2 separate regions of the Ovis aries genome follow, and region 2 is linked to region 1. Evidence: chromatin contacts called from public Hi-C data. All regions are on one chromosome and are shown on one strand. Each heading gives the region's core, a stretch centred on a gene start, on an enhancer-like site or on the middle of the called end of the contact. The rest is flanking DNA. Distances are from core to core; before and after follow the strand shown.

What was found. A called contact is a pair of places that touch in the nucleus more often than the background predicts.
Region 2: a Hi-C map of tail adipose tissue shows a contact between it and region 1, with 2.6 times the contacts expected there. The contact joins the promoter of STIM1 here to the enhancer-like site in region 1. A contact is called at or near these places in 9 of 16 Hi-C or Micro-C datasets (blood, liver, omental adipose tissue and 1 more).

The regions. Positions count from the first base shown.
Region 1 is chr15:49,886,928-49,890,852 of ARS-UI_Ramb_v3.0, forward strand. All of the region lies in intron 1 of STIM1 (stromal interaction molecule 1), which reads right to left. Among named protein-coding and RNA genes, the nearest start is that of STIM1, 96 kb to the right of the region's middle. Within about 2 kb of position 2,449, at least 23 of the 54 cell types and tissues checked have an H3K27ac peak or open chromatin away from gene starts, as enhancers often do. A contact at or near this core is called in liver and tail adipose tissue, where this site is marked.
Region 2 is chr15:49,982,217-49,985,947 of ARS-UI_Ramb_v3.0, forward strand. STIM1 (stromal interaction molecule 1) reads right to left here and starts at 2,383. Exons shown (of 13, transcript XM_060399990.1): 1 at 1,650-2,383. The coding sequence starts at 1,782.

The sequences.
Region 1 (3,925 bases), core at 1,199-3,698:
TCCCCAAGACTGGAAACCAATGGAAACCTATGGCTCATATAATGAATATAAAATAACAAATCATACAAGGCTCTTCAAGAGGCGGTCCCTAACCAAGTTCTCTAGCCTTATCCCTCACCACTCTCTCACACATACCCCACGCTCCCACCACACTAAACCACTTTCAATTACATAAATAAAATAAAAAAGGAGACTCACTCTGCAGCTTTGTACATGATGTACCCTGTGCCTGCAATATCCTTGCCCCATTCTTCACCTGACTAACTCCTACTCAAGTTTCAAGATTCTATTCAGGCTTTTTCCAGTTCCTCTAACAGGTCTCTGCACTGAGTCTCCTAGGGTTAGATTAGAGCCCCGCTTGTGTTCTCGTATCCCCTGTGCCGCCCTCCATCACACTTGACCAATGACAACCTCTTGACGCCTCATTTCATTTTCACTGTTGTTTTGTTGTTGTTGTTGCTGTTGTTGTTGCACTGCACAGCTTGTGGAAATCCTACATAGTTTCCCAACAAGGGATCAAACCCAGGACCCTGCAGTGGAAGCACAGAGTCCTAACCACTGGACCACCAGGGAAGTCGTCTCATTTCATTATCTTAAAACAAGTAGAAAATAATATGTACCTACCTCATAAAGTTGTGCAAATTAAGTGAGTTACTACATCTAAAGTATAATACTTCCAATAAAGCATGGCACATAGTAAGCGTTTGATTACTACCAAGTGGTTTTTGTCTAACTGTCTAATTACTACACTAAAAGATCCAAGCATAAACCAGTATTTGCATCCATCTCTAGGTATATATAGCATATAGGACGTGTTTGATCAATATTTGGGAAAAGAATTAAGGGTTCTAAGTTTAGGTAAGGAGGTAGAATTTAAGTCAACAGTAGAACTGGAGATCTAGAGAACTGGAAATTTCTACTAAAAGTAAGAGGTGAATATAGGGTGCAAGCCAGGAATAAGAAGGCCATCTCAGAAAAATAAGCACTATTACAGATTACTGAAAACTTAGGTGAATAAACAGAACTGAGAACTGCTAAATTATACATATCTCCTAGCCTGGTTTTGATTATACTCAATTATCATGAAGAACTCCTTTGACTTGTCATTGTAACTTGTTAACATTGACCTGAAAAAGTTGCTCAACCTTTTGGAGGCACTGTTTCTTCATCTGTAAAATGTGGCATAAAAACCACAATGTTCTAAGTATTTAAAATTATGCAAGCTAACTTTACCTTGCCCACTGATTAAAGTAAAACTAGTTTGGTCTAGATAAATGTTATGTCTTCTTACTGCCTTAAAAAAATTTTTTTTTCTCTTAAAAACTTAAAACTAAATCTCTTGAATAATAACTACCTAGCTGAAGGGAGAAGGAACAGATGTATGTGAAACTGACCTATCCAAAGCACCAGCTTGACAGAGAATGTAGGTGGGTAGCTAACCCTACTCTCCCTCCAGCTCTTCATGTTTAAGGCTTGCTGGCCCTTCATGGCCCAGGGAAAGTCCATCTCCACCAGGAAAGCTTCCTGAACCACTCCAGGTCAGAGCACTGAGCCCAGTCTGGGCCAGGCACCACCTCATAAGGTTTCTTCTGCTCATAATTGAATTATATCCCAGGTGGCCTGTTAGCTCCTCTGGAGTGGGACTTGAGAGTCCTATCACTATTTCTGCAAGAACAGAATTGAGGACATTATAACTTCCTAAGGGAGAAAGGGAGGATGAACAAGACAGGAACTATGCTGCGACTTCTACATATGGTGTCTCTTTTATTATTCTGTGAATTGGTACCTTTATTATCCCCAGTATAAGATGAGGAAACTGAGGCCCAGATACACTACATTATCTACTCAAGTCACATAAATGGTGAAAGTAGGGTGGAACTAGGATATTATCTATCTACAGTCTTAATAAGAATAAATACATATTGGTGCGACTTGGTTACCCACCATACAGCTGGTCTGTTAGGCAGTTCAGTCATACCAGCCTTCCACCTCAACTCCTTTTTGCTGCCAGTTGGGCTTGAGATGCCAGTTTGACTTTCTTACTTACTCTCATTTTATCTCACATGGGAAATGTGAAGGGAGCTCCCCAGGGTCCCTTCCAGGGTGGAGTATGTGGAAAAAACAGGCTAAACAAAGGGTGCTTCAGGGGGAATTTAAAAAAAGAGGCAAGTATCCATATCCTATCATATCAGAGCCAGAAAGACTCACTAGTTAAATTCTCTGGTTTTACAGACGAAGATATTGAACCCTAAGAGGCAAGGTCATTTGCCTAAGGTCACACAGCTGAGTGGAGACTGAAATCCTGTCTCTCAACTTCCAAATTAGTACTCACTTTGGTCTACCCTGCACCAGGCTATGGAGACAGAACTGGAGTATGACCTGTCAGGCCTGTCACTAAGCGAAAAACCCAAACGCTGTAAACACAGGAAATGGGCTGGGATGAGGTTCAGAGGGAGTAGCAATCTTTGCCAAGTTAGAAGTGTTCAAGCGTTTCCTGTCCACAGCTGTTAACTGTCACAGAAATGCTCCAGAAAGTAATACAGGCAGAAAAAAAGAAAAGAAAAAAAGACTAAGGCCTAGAATTGACTATAAATTATTCAGGCTAATCCACTTAGTTTTACAGATGAGGAAGCTAAGACTACCCCCTAAAAGAAAAATGACTTGACCAAACTCACACCATAGAATTCAAAGATCCTTAGAAACCACTTACTTGGTTCAAATCCTTCACTTTAACGATGAAGTTTGAGCCCCAGAGAGGGAAAGGGCCTTGCCCAAGCTCACACAGCTAGACTTGTGTCACAGCCAGCAATGGAACTCGGGTCTTCTACCTCACAGGCCACTATGCTTCCCACTAGTTAGAGTGAGCAAGATAAAGGGCTCTGCCTCAGATGATTTGGGTGCTATTTTGGCCTTGAAAAAAATGCAACATGTCAGGAAACTGAAAATAAGCAGGATATACTAATAGCTAATGAAGAATGACAAGGGCCAAACAGAGTAAGCTTAGAGGAGCCAAAACAAAAGTGGTCTGGTTGCTTAAGACTTTGGGAAACTAAGAGGTAGAAAAATATTCTGGCTATTCTAGGAACTTAGAATCCAGAGGAGAACAATCAGGGAAAACACACAGAAATGGCCGGAAACACTAAGGGAAATCCCAAGGTAATGCTTCCTTCTTCTGTCCTAAGTCAAAATATCCAGAAAACATCACTGCAGGAGCAATCCTCGGTTCAGCAGGCCACTAAGGGGTACAATAGTAATTGGCAGATTCCTGGGCCCCCATTCTACACAGCTCATGGGTATGGAAGGAACTATATTTACACAATTGCTGGCAGTTCATATATATCCAACTTTTGCATCAGCCCTGCATGACAAGGACCATGATTGCCATTTGACAGATGTGGAAACTAGGGCTGAGAGAAGACAAGTCTTAGTCACAGTCACAGTTAGTATTATACATGGCAAATCAAATTGCTGTTGTTGTTTAGTTGCTCAGTTGTGTCCAACTCTTTGCAACCCCATGGACTGCAGCCCACCAGGCTTCCCTGTCCATGGGATTTCCCAGGCAGGAATTCTGGAGTGGGTTGCCATTTCCCACTCTAGGGGATCTTCCTGACCCAGGGATTGAACCCACATCTCCTGCATTGCCGGTGGATTCTTTACCCCCTAGCCACCAGGGAATCCAGTATTCACACTTTAAAACTCTCCTTCCAGAAATTCTTAGCAAATGTCTGCTGCTCTAATCCTATGGGATACAATGAGGAAATAGATATGCTTCTGGCCTACTGGCGTTCCAATCAGGGATTGGAGAGTTAAGTAATTATTGTAACAACACATAACAATTTTGAATGCTTACTAATATAGCAAGTGCTATTCTAAGCTCTCCACGTATACTGCTCCATTTAATTTACACAGGAACTTAGTGAGGTGG
Region 2 (3,731 bases), core at 1,133-3,632, 95 kb after region 1:
GAGAGAGAGAAGCTTTAGTATAATCAACATAACCAAGCCTCTAAAATACATTGTGTGGAGGGCTGTCTCCATAAGCTTCATTCAGGGGGTGGTTATGAGAGATGAGGAATGCCTCTTACCTATGGCATACACAAACACACAAATCTTCCTGATAGCTAGCTAGCGCCTAAATTAAAAACTTCATCCCTTTTAGCACGTGTTTAAAATACACAAATGGTTCCTTGCTGACCAAAATATATATATATATATATATATATTCATTTTACATCAGGCACTCATATTTTAGGGTGAAAAAGGAACATATTATTAGTTACAAACAGGGATGTCACTGGGACAGCAGAACTGCTCCTCAAGTCTTCTTCACAGTTTGACCTACATCGGCCTACTAGTTTTCCCCTTCATAGCCCAATGAGAACCAAGCTTTCAGTTAGTTTCAGGGGCCAAGGAGACAATGTGTGGAGAAACAGGATTAATATGCAAGGAGGTCCTATCTTCAAAGCTACATCCTAGGTGCCATACTTATATATAAGGCAACTCCTGGCCTCACTTGTAAGTCAACCCTTGAGGTACCTATAATCACATCCAGCCCAGTCAAGGAACTTAAAGGGGGATTACCTAAGAAAGGGTCTACCACCAACGTCAGCCCCAGAATCCATCCATGAAACTTCCTGGCCACCATGACACTTCCTTTTCCTCCTTGTATCAATGGGTGTTCACTCAGGCGACCCCTCCCTTGAGCTTGCCCACCCGTAGGAAGAACCCAGCTATAAATTCTCCTTACTCTGCAGCCCACTGCTTTGGGCAGATCCTAGTGACAGGGTGAGAGACATGAGGGTAAAAAAATGGATTCCTTCTAAGCTTTGTGTAAAACAACTGAATTTTAAAGGTGCTTTTTTTTTTTTTTTCTCTGCAACAGAGCACCAGGGCTCCTACTTTTTTGACAAGGCTCCACGAGTACACAGGAAAAAGCAGGAGAGATCAAAAATATCGTAGAACTCCTACCATCATCAGTCAGAAGAAACAGAGTAAGTCAACAAGTGGTCCCAGGAATTATATCATGCCTATGTCAAGAAAAGTCCATTTAACTCCCTAGTGGTAAATAGCACTCCATCTAAGGAACTGCTTTGATATTTCAGATGGGCACAGCTAGGAGACAGCAGATTACCTAAGGGCAGGGAGGAAATAGGGTTCCCACGCTCACTGGAATAGCAAGGCACACCTCAACACTAACTTACAGAGTAATAAAGCTGGCTCAGTCCTGACTTTCCCTGCCCAGTCCAAGTAGCCTCAACCTCCCCTCTGCTGCCAAGTGCTGAAACTGGCCAAAAGCAATAGACTTATCATCTGCCCAGGCCATTATTCCAGGCAAGTAATCCTGAGACAGGGTCTTGACTTGCTGATCTGAAAGGCCAAGGTGTGCCAGAAGCAAACCGCCTTTCTCTGCCAACAAAAGACATCCTGAGGAGGGATGAAGAAAGTTGTTCAAGACACAAAGACATCAGCAGTAGCTCCTGAACGGAAAGAACTCCCTGGACTCCTAAGAACTGGCAGTGCCATGAGTGGGTCCTCCATCAATCACAAGTGTAGAAACCGACTGTTCAAACTTCCCCACTTGGGCAACTCAGTTCTTGCCCGTGGTAAGGCCTTACCTGCTGCAGTGGACTCCTCAGAATTGGCCCCCGAGCCGGTCGCCTTCTCGCTGTGGCTTTGGCTGAAGCTCTGGCCGTGATGCAGGAGGAGCCCCCAAACGAGCCACAGGGCAAGACGAGCGCACACATCCATGACTCCAGGTCTCAGTCAACATGCGCCTGATGGAGACACCTCAGGGTCTCAGAGGCAAAGTTCGGAGCCCGGTCTTGGAACCCCAGGCAAGATGCCCTCGAGGTGCCGCAGCTGTCCAGCCACGCGCGAGTCTGCCTCCTCCGACAGCCAAAGGTCAAGTGCTCCAAGTTTGGGAGCGGGAGGAAGGCCGGCGTCTCCGGCCCAACTGTGTGTCCGCTGGAGCTGCGACGGCCTGAGTGCCCTGTCAGCTCAAGCCGCTTCCGGAGAGTTTGGACAAGGTGGCCGCGGAGCCGCTGTCCGCTCCGCAGCCGGCTACACCCCTTGGGGAGGGGGTGAGCGGGCGGGACCTCTCGCGGGCACCGGAGTGGGGGAGGGAGAGAAAGGAGGAGAAGGGGGCACCTGGCTTCGCCCCGCCGGGGATCCTCGAGCAGCGCAGGTTCGGGGAGGGCGTGCGACTCCGAGGCCCCCGCGGGCGCGGGCGGCTCGGGGATCCCAGGCCTCCAAGGCCGAGGTCAGCGATCCCGCCCAGTCCCGTGCCCCGGCCGGCGGTGCCCAGGTTCAGCAGGCGGACGCGCACGGGCCAGGCCCGGGATAGAGGCTCGCGGGCGTGCGGGCGGGAGGCGCGGGGCGGGCCCGGGGCGGGCGGGGGCGTGCTCTCCCGCAGGCCCGCCCAGCGCCGCCCGGCCCCCAGCGAAGCCCGGGCCCGCCCCAGCGCTGGGTTTATCCCGGAATAACCTGTTGTAGGCAGCCACCCGGCGCCCGCAGACCCCGGAGGGCTCTCCCGGTCCGCGCTAGTCTCCGCTAGGATCCCTCTCCCCAGCCAAGGGTCGGGTCCCAAGCTTCCCTTTCGCCCACTAGTCTCTCCCGTGCTAACCGCCCGCAAACGGACGGGCTGGCGGGCGCTGACACGCAAGTCGCTCAGGTAACCCAGGCCTGCGGCGGCGGCGGCGATGATGACAGTGGCCCGGATCTCCGGGCCTCGGTGCCGACCCACTCGCCTCAGCTCTAGAGCCGGGCAAGGCAGAGGGCCTGGACACTACGACTGCCGCCCGGTACTGCCCGAGGAGACAACGACCCGGCCCGGTTCAGCGGGGGGCGCGTTCCCAGCCCCCTACTCCCGGCCGGCATCCTAGGCTCCGCCCCTCTCGCCGCTCCCCGCAGCCAATCGGCTCCCGCCTCTCTGCAGCTTAGGAACCCGCGCGCTTAGTCACCCCTGTGCAGCGGCCCCTGGCGGGCAAAGCTAGGTTCTGCGGCCGGGATCGGAGCTCCTTGGGAGGCCCTGCCCCTTTGCAGAGAGCTGGGGAATTAGAGCGAGGACCCGCCCCGGGGGAGGCCCATTGGGGCCTGCTAGTGTTTTCAGAAGGAATGATGCCAGAAAACAAAGCGAAGCGTCCAAACCAGTATAGGTAAAATGGCCCCACACATTCCTAAATGGCCAAAGGGCCCCATATCTGCCTTCCTGACCTTCCCCCCTAATTTACCCCCCCCAATCCAAGCTAAGTAGGATGCCCTCCCTTAACTCTCTCAGCCCATTTTCCTACCCGTCCCCCAACCCCCTCCCCTCTGAGGTTTCTGCGGGTAGGGCCTGTGTAGGTTCCTCCCTGCATCTCACTCTCCCAGCTCTGTGTGTGGCTTGAGGGTGTTAGCGACTTGAGAACGAGTGCCCCTATAAAGAGGGAGAAGCGTCTGGGCCTCCCTCAACAGAGCCTGCACTTCCTGTTCTCTTCTCAAGTGTGCTGTCAGCAGATCTTTACTGAAACCTGCTCTGTGCCCTGCCCTGTCCTTGGCACCGGCCCTCCCCTGACAGTGCTAAGCCAGCTACCTGTTCTGAGCAAGCCCTCTGAAGATCGGGAACACGGATTTGCCCAACAGCTGCCGGGCTTAAGAGTTAGGCTGTTAATATAAAAATACACCTCCGACGTCATCTACTACCACCCTCCCACTCTCTT